Linked DNA regions of Mus musculus: region 2 is linked to region 1. Evidence: chromatin contacts called from public HiChIP or PLAC-seq data. All regions are on one chromosome and are shown on one strand. The core of a region is the stretch at or near the end of the contact, and the rest is flanking DNA. Distances in the headings are between cores, read along the strand shown. Region 1 overlaps Atp8b4 (ATPase, class I, type 8B, member 4). Region 2 overlaps Galk2 (galactokinase 2).

What was found. HiChIP or PLAC-seq counts read pairs in DNA pulled down with a chosen protein or histone mark.
Region 2: a contact with region 1 is called in an H3K27ac HiChIP or PLAC-seq map of the NIH/3T3 cell line, with 6 times the contacts expected there. The contact joins two enhancer-like sites. A contact is called at or near these places in 3 of 484 Hi-C or Micro-C datasets (embryonic stem cells and liver) and 3 of 115 datasets of contacts at active chromatin or transcription factors (the NIH/3T3 cell line, embryonic fibroblasts and vascular smooth muscle cells).

What each region holds. Positions count from the first base shown.
Region 1 is chr2:126,417,297-126,420,965 of GRCm38.p6, forward strand. The region is part of intron 9 of Atp8b4 (ATPase, class I, type 8B, member 4); the gene reads right to left. Among named protein-coding and RNA genes, the nearest start is that of Atp8b4, 72 kb to the right of the region's middle. Within about 2 kb of position 1,810, at least 6 of the 459 cell types and tissues checked have an H3K27ac peak or open chromatin away from gene starts, as enhancers often do. A contact at or near this core is called in the NIH/3T3 cell line, where this site is marked.
Region 2 is chr2:125,932,350-125,936,018 of GRCm38.p6, forward strand. The region is part of intron 7 of Galk2 (galactokinase 2); the gene reads left to right. Among named protein-coding and RNA genes, the nearest start is that of Galk2, 68 kb to the left of the region's middle. Within about 2 kb of position 1,757, at least 46 of the 459 cell types and tissues checked have an H3K27ac peak or open chromatin away from gene starts, as enhancers often do. A contact at or near this core is called in the NIH/3T3 cell line, where this site is marked.

The DNA of each region.
Region 1 (3,669 bases), core at 560-3,059:
TCTATTGGCATAAAATATGAAAGTTCCCATTTCTCTTCCTCTCTTTCCAAAGGGTTGACCAGTTTCCTTTGTGGGAAACACTATACTCATCTCCACACATTCCCACAACTTACCGCACTGTCTATGTAATAAAATCTAAAAATATTTATTGGAAACATTATTGGAGACATAGTTTTTTTTAAAAAAAATGGTTTGGTTCCAGGACAGCCAGGACTACAAAGAGAAACCCCGTCTCGGAAAAAAAACAAACATACAAGCAAAAACGGTTTCAAGGAAGGAGTTGTAGGGGCTGGGCAGATAATCAGTAGCTAAGAGCATTTGCTGCTCTTACAGAGAACACATATCGGTTTCCTGCCCCTCATGGCAGCTTTAACTCCAGTGTCAGGGGATCTGATTCCTTCTTCTACATATAAGAGCACCAGATACGTGCATGGTATATACATTATATACATGCAAATAAAATACTCAGATGCATAATTTTCTTTCAAAAGGAAAGAGGCTGAGAGAGGACAGTAAATCTATGATAAATTAAAAGGTAGGTATATTTTGACAGGAATCATGAAATTGGGATTTGAATACCAAATAGTATTACCCAACTGTAACATAAGCCAGGTAGAATGATGAAAACAGGCAGTGACCTTATCAGAAACCAGCAAAAATATTTTCCACCAACAAAGCCTAAGACCCAAGAGAGGCTGCCCTGGGGTCCTGCTTTCTTCTTTTTAGTTCCATCCGAGGAAGATATGGGAAATGGCTGCAAAGTATGAGAAAGCCATTCGGGGGAAACAGGATCATTTCTCACATAGTCATCTTAGCTGGAAATGATAAAACGTTGTTGGGGGCAGCCTCAATCATAAAGTGTAATCATAATCAAAATAGTTAATCTCATTTGCCCCTCTAAAGAAAAGACATCGATTATAGTTCATCCACTATAACGGCACAGGGAAACCTATACTGAGCAAAATCTACAAGTTCTTATTTTGAACTTTCCTTGGCATTTTTAAATTCCAAATTCAGCCTGCTGGATTACTGCTTAACTACCAATTTGTTAAGTCTCTCAAACTATTTACTCAAAGAGGAAATATGGAGTTTACCAATAAAAATTTTTAGTACAAAATATCCCAAGATTTTCCAAAACTAATTAGCTTTACTTTTTCTGCATATTATTAGTGATGTCTCTTGATTGTCCACTGCAACTCTTCCACAGGTCAGGCTGCACACTGGATAGGGTGCCATTATTGCTGGTCAAGAGTTTCCCTAGCCAAGAAATTCTCAATATTTAGGCGATTACCCACTACTGTTAGGCTGATGAATGAAATAACCTTTTCCCTTAAAAAGACAGTCATAACCTTTTCCCTTAAAAAGACAGTCTCTAAAGCCAAATGATTCTATTTGAGTTCTTGGACGCCAAGCCCCTGTACAACCTTCTCAACACTGAGAAGCCATCCAACATTAACACCACAACGGCCATATTAGTACCACCAGTCAAAAGGAAATTGTCCTTCATGTCTGTTAATGAGATCCATGGGCCCATGTATAAGCTATGTTGTGTAGGACTGGACTTCTGTCCACTTGACTGGAAGAGTTTTCAGGTAAGTTTTGTAAAGTCACAAAGTGTTAACCAAGCCCATGTATTTATTAACTCAGTTATTTACTTATTTGTGTATTTTAACCAACAAGAGATGTCATTTTTCTTTGTTTGAATTACACACATGCTGTTCTTTACAGAAAAGACCACAAAATACACAAAGATTCCTAACGAAAGAGTCAACCCTTCTCTGGTTTAGAAATGGTATTAACAGTCACTAGTTGCGAAACACAGACCACAGTTCAGTCAGTAACAATATACAAAAGATTCTTGAACACATTCAAGCACATGTATATTAGGGGATTTCCCCCAAGGTGTAAAAACATCTGGTTTACAAATATGCAATTAACAAATATTTCCATGTATTTGTTTATAAATGTTGTTTGGTTCCCATAAGACACCATGAAAAGCCGAGTCAAACTAAAATGCTTTATTACTATAGTATTATTAGATCAAATTACATATTTTCTTATAAAGTTCAACAGACTACATATTATTTTTTCAGATATTTAAAATGGATAAAATATTTATTTGCATGGGAACTTTTCAAATAAACAGAAAATCTACCAAAACCTGCTCCTACTCTGTGTTTGGACAGTACCTCTAAATTCTTTATCCTGACGAAATTCTAAGGCACTGAGAACTTTGATAATTTTGAAATAAACATAGAGATAGTTTGATTTCTCATAATCAGCTTACCTTACTTTTAAACATTTCTGTCCCCTCATAAGCTAAGCTGTGATACACTGCCCTCTGTGTCTAATGCTGTTCCAGGTTGTAGTTTAGAGCCCATGGTTTTGTGTTCTTTCTTAGAACAGGATTTTCCATCAGCTTTTGGTTTGCATTCTGACTCCTCTACTTAATAGTCACATGACATAGGCAATATTCTATCTACCTGAGTCTCAGGTTCCCTATGTACAAATTAAAGTTAGTGATAATTTTTCCTTCAGGGGCTAGCAAGATGAAGTTGGGGAGATGGTTCAAAGGTTAAAGCACTCGCTGCACAAGAATGTAGATCTGAGTTAGGATGTCTGACACCCAAGTTTAAAAAAAAAAAACAGGCATGGAAGCATGTGACCATGTAATCCCACTATTGGGAAGCAGAGACCAGCTCATGTGATTCATTGGGTAGGCTCAGTAAGAGACTCTCCTCAAACAAACAAGAGCAATAGAGAAAGACACCCAACGCACACACAAACACAAAAGCACACTCATCTGCTCACATACCTACATATGTACACACGCGCGCACACACACACACACACACACACACACACACACACACATATCTGCCTACATACACATATGCCAGTCTCACAAATGCATCAAAGGCTGCATGTATTTGAAAAGATAACTTATAATATACAGTGAGTGCTTGTTCCTATATCAACATCATGTTCCGGGCCTGAGTACATTAGCAATCACCTAATTAAAGGCCTCTTTGGGACGAGCCCACAGACTCTTTAGCATTGTATGAAATATACATTTGCCAAACAAATAAATGAACAAAAGAATGAATGGACATAAACTGGTAAATATCTGTTCCAAATCTCAATTTTGACAGTCGCCCACTGCAGAAGGTGGTTTAACTACATGTCCAATTTACCAAAGCTTCAGTGGCTGAGTCACTGTACAGCCAATGACCTCCCTAGCTTTTAGCCAAGTTTATACTACCAAGCATGAATTCCTTCCAATGAAGCAGATCTCATATTCATCCAAAAGTGGTTGATAACCCTCAGAATACTCTCATACCAGTGGGCATGTGTTTATGCACAGGTAAGTATTGCTGTATACATAATCTACAGCTGGGTAAGATCATTGGCGATTTGTCTTCCCCAAAATGCTTCATAGCACCTTCCAACACCTTCTGGTACCTTCTAGTGCTTTGAACATGAGCCAAAGAGAGGAAACTTCCTGCTCAATTCCAGCTTTATTGTTCTGTGTTTTATAAACAGATACATGGTGTCTTCAGCTCTAGAGTTTTACTGTCTGGTTCTGGTAAGAAACCAAGAGCAATGGTGACAATCAACCAACAGTGATGGGATAGTCAACCAATAGTGATGGGATAGTCAACCAACAGT
Region 2 (3,669 bases), core at 507-3,006, 480 kb before region 1:
AGCAGCCCCAGTATCCTCTTCTGTACTGTTCCTCAGATCTGTTTGTCTTCTTCCCACTCATTCTACAAATGATGGCTGACATGATGGCTTAGACATTTTACCTGATGAAGTACCTCTCCCCCCTTCCCCCTTTGTTTACCACTGCCCCAAAGTTCCCCATTGCTTTGGAATAAAGTAAAAGAAGCCTTGTACTGAACTGAGTTGAGCAGCCAGTAGTTGGGAAGGAACTGTCAGGCAGTGGAGGAATTCACTCTTTGAACCATCACAGAAAAAGTAACTTATGGTATACAGTTCAAGAAGGAAGTGGTCCAGGCAGGGACTTCAGTCCCACCGACAGCATGGGGGGCTGTTAGCTGGGGTGATGGATCGGTTGGGCTTCCTCCATTTAGGAGACTAGTTGACTTAGGGTGAGTTTCTTTGTGTGCCCTTTCCTGGCCTGTAATCTCTGTCCTGAGAAGGGCAGTCCAGGCTGGCTGGGTACTTTACCTGCACCCATGTAATTTTTAGTTGTGCAATCTCTGCCATGCAAATAAGGGAAGTGCTGGCTGCATAGTTCAGTCCTGGTCCAAGGCTCAGGCCACAGGCCTCCAGGCTGAAGTTCTATGGTATTAGATTACAGCATTCCAGACTGGCAGTTTAGGATTCCTGGACCATGCTAGTGAAAGTTCTCTAATGGGAACCAGCCCTATTTGTTGATCTCTTATTAAGTGTCCTCCCCCATACTTGACTATCCCTGTAAGGCCTAAGGCTGGTATATCTTACCTCAGCATCTCCTAGTATCCCCTGCAGTCACAAGGGCATGGCTACCACCCTCAAGGGCCTTCCCACATGTTCAGTACAGTTTTGTTTTGTTTTTATTTAGCCTTCTTTGAAATATTTCTAAATGACCCTCAAAGAAGCCTTACTTCCTTATTTATAAGGTAAGCAGAGATCTCGCTACAGTTTGTAGCACTTATACTTCTTAGGTATGTAGAGGGATCCCCATACTTGTAGAGAGAAAGAATTGGGACAGAGTAGTCATTCCTTCATTTAATAGATGTTCATCCTAGGCTCATGTCAGCCAGTTAGGGACACAAAAATTAACAAGATGGATGCAGTTCATATCTCAGGTAAAACAGAATGTGGAAGTGGAGAGACATGTTAAACAAATGCCCATTTCCGGAAAGCACTGTTGACTTGTAGTCGTCCTCTGCCCCTGGCTATGCTTTCTCTTCTGCAGTAATCCCCCAGCCTTGGCAGGAGGGTGTGATACCGATGTAGTATTTAGGGATGAGTGTTCCAAAGTCTGCTATTCTCTGCACCTCTATCAGTTGTGGGACTCTGCAGTGATCATCATCTATTTCTGCTATTATTTTACTAACTGGGTGGGGTAATAAACTGACTCCTATTGACTTACTATGAAAGCATCCGTAGCTCTCATAGAGTCTTCTATTTGACTCCTGCTTTATAAGGCTGTCAAGTTCAAAGAGTACAGCTACAGCAATTTAGGAAAAGTAAGTTTTTGTTGTTTTGTTTTTTTCTTCCTGGAAAATTTGGGGATTGAACTTCTTTTTTTTTTTTAAATAAAGATTTAAATTTCTAAATTTTAGTCTACTCATTGAGATAATTATTAAAATTGTGAAGGGAGATGTAATATTAAGCTTCATAGCACCTTGGCAGTACACAGATGGAGCAGAAGCAGTGCTTGTTCAATGACCATTTCCTGCTGGGACACACTTCCTCTTTGGGAGGTGGCAGCCCCAGGGTTCTCCCTGAGGGATTACTCACTGCTGTTTCTACCTTGAGGTTGATGAGTAAGTGCTGGTGTCCTGAGGAGACTCCAGACATATACAACTTTATTTTCTGGCTCTTAACACGGAATTCTAGCCTCTCTGCCAGAGCCACAGTGACCTGGAACAAGTGTGATGCATGTGACAGCTTCGTGTTGTGACTGCTCCCTTCTAAAGACACAGGAAGAATCCGGAGCTAGCCTGTATCTCTGAAACAGTAGTGAGACTGCCAGGCCCTTTGGGGAATGTCTTCAGAGAGCTGACTAGAAGAGAGGGCATGTCTTTTGTAGCTGAGGTTTTTAATCAAATTCAGAGCCTCTTATTATTGCGGATGTCTCCTGAGGACCTTGTGTGTACCCTAGGCTGGCCTGGAACTGGTCTAGAATGCCTCAAAATTGCCACCCTCCAGCCTGTATCTCCTAGGTGCTAATAATGATCATGTGCCATCACATCTAGTTGAAATACATTGGAATTTAATTGTATAACTCCATATGTGCCATTGAAATTGGCAACTGAATTTGGCTACTTGGTACATATTGCTTTCCAAGATGATATAGCTAAAACACATTTTAAAAACCAAATTTTCTCATAAATAAGACTTAATTTGCTTAAAAGCAGGCACAGTTCCTTTTTCTCAGTTAGTTCTTGGAGAATTTAATGGCGTGTCTTTTGATAGTAATCACACTCCACCCCTTAACCAGCCAAATTTGTCTTTTTTTAAACCCTGAAGTTCATGTTGGGTGGCAGTATATGCCTTTAATCCCCCCATTATTGGGGAAGCAGAGGTCAGCCTGGTCTACATAATGAGTTTCAGGCTAGCAGTTGTGACATTGTAAGATTCTGCCTCAAAAACCAAACCAAACTGAACCAAAAGTAACGACGACACCAATACTCTAAACTACAAACCCCAACTAAACCCACTGAGTCCTATTTTTCTTGGAGGGTTTGGCCATACACTGGAGCATGGTTGAATGACCAGGGGCCACACTCTTAAATTTGACTTCAAGAAAATTTACTACATTTCCCAGCAGTTGTCAATTGCCAATCACTTCTTAGGTAGGGGAGGAACATCACGCCCACCTCCCCTTTCCATGCTGAGATTTTATCTGACTTGAGCTTACACAGGTGTTGTGTGGCTTGCTGTCACACTGCTGTGAGTTGATCTCACAACTACTATGTTGTGTTTGGAAACCACGGTTTCATTTTAGTCCTGTACTGCCTCTGGCTCTTAGATTCTCTCCACCTCTTCTTTCTCAGTGAGCATTGGGAAGAAGGATTATGATAAGATGTCCCATTAATGCTGAGAATTCTACAGCCTTTTACTGTTGTCAACTTGACAAATTGTGGGTCTTTGCCTCTATTGGAGAAGGAAGTTTTTCTGGTATGAATTGAGAGATGTAGTAATTTATGGATACAATAATACTAAATAATTAGAAATTGGTTTAGTACTATGTCTATTCAGCAGAATAATAGAGTAAGTTCTCCCCCAGGGCCTAAAGCCTGTCTAGCATTAGGTTCTTGGACCCAGTAATCACTCCAAGTACAGGCTGGAGCAAGCCTTAAGTCCAGTCAGAAGTGATTGGCCACCCGGGGATGTTGGTGCCACCTTTGCCCCAATGCACATGTGAGAGCAGGCAGTTGTAGTCAGTATGCAGGAGAAAAGTCACCTTCAGTCTTACCCAGGCATGGACACTGAAAGCCACATTCACTGTTAAAGGGACTATAAGAAGGCAATATGCTGTTTATTTAAAGTGCAAATTGGTTTTTCTCCAAAAGTGGAGGAGAGTTGAGATGTCATTCGCCCTCATTCAAGCTTCTCAAATTTCTGAGAAATAGCCCATTAAATCTTTAATTCTAAATACCTGCTACAGAGGATCTAAATGCTTCTCCATAGAGAAAT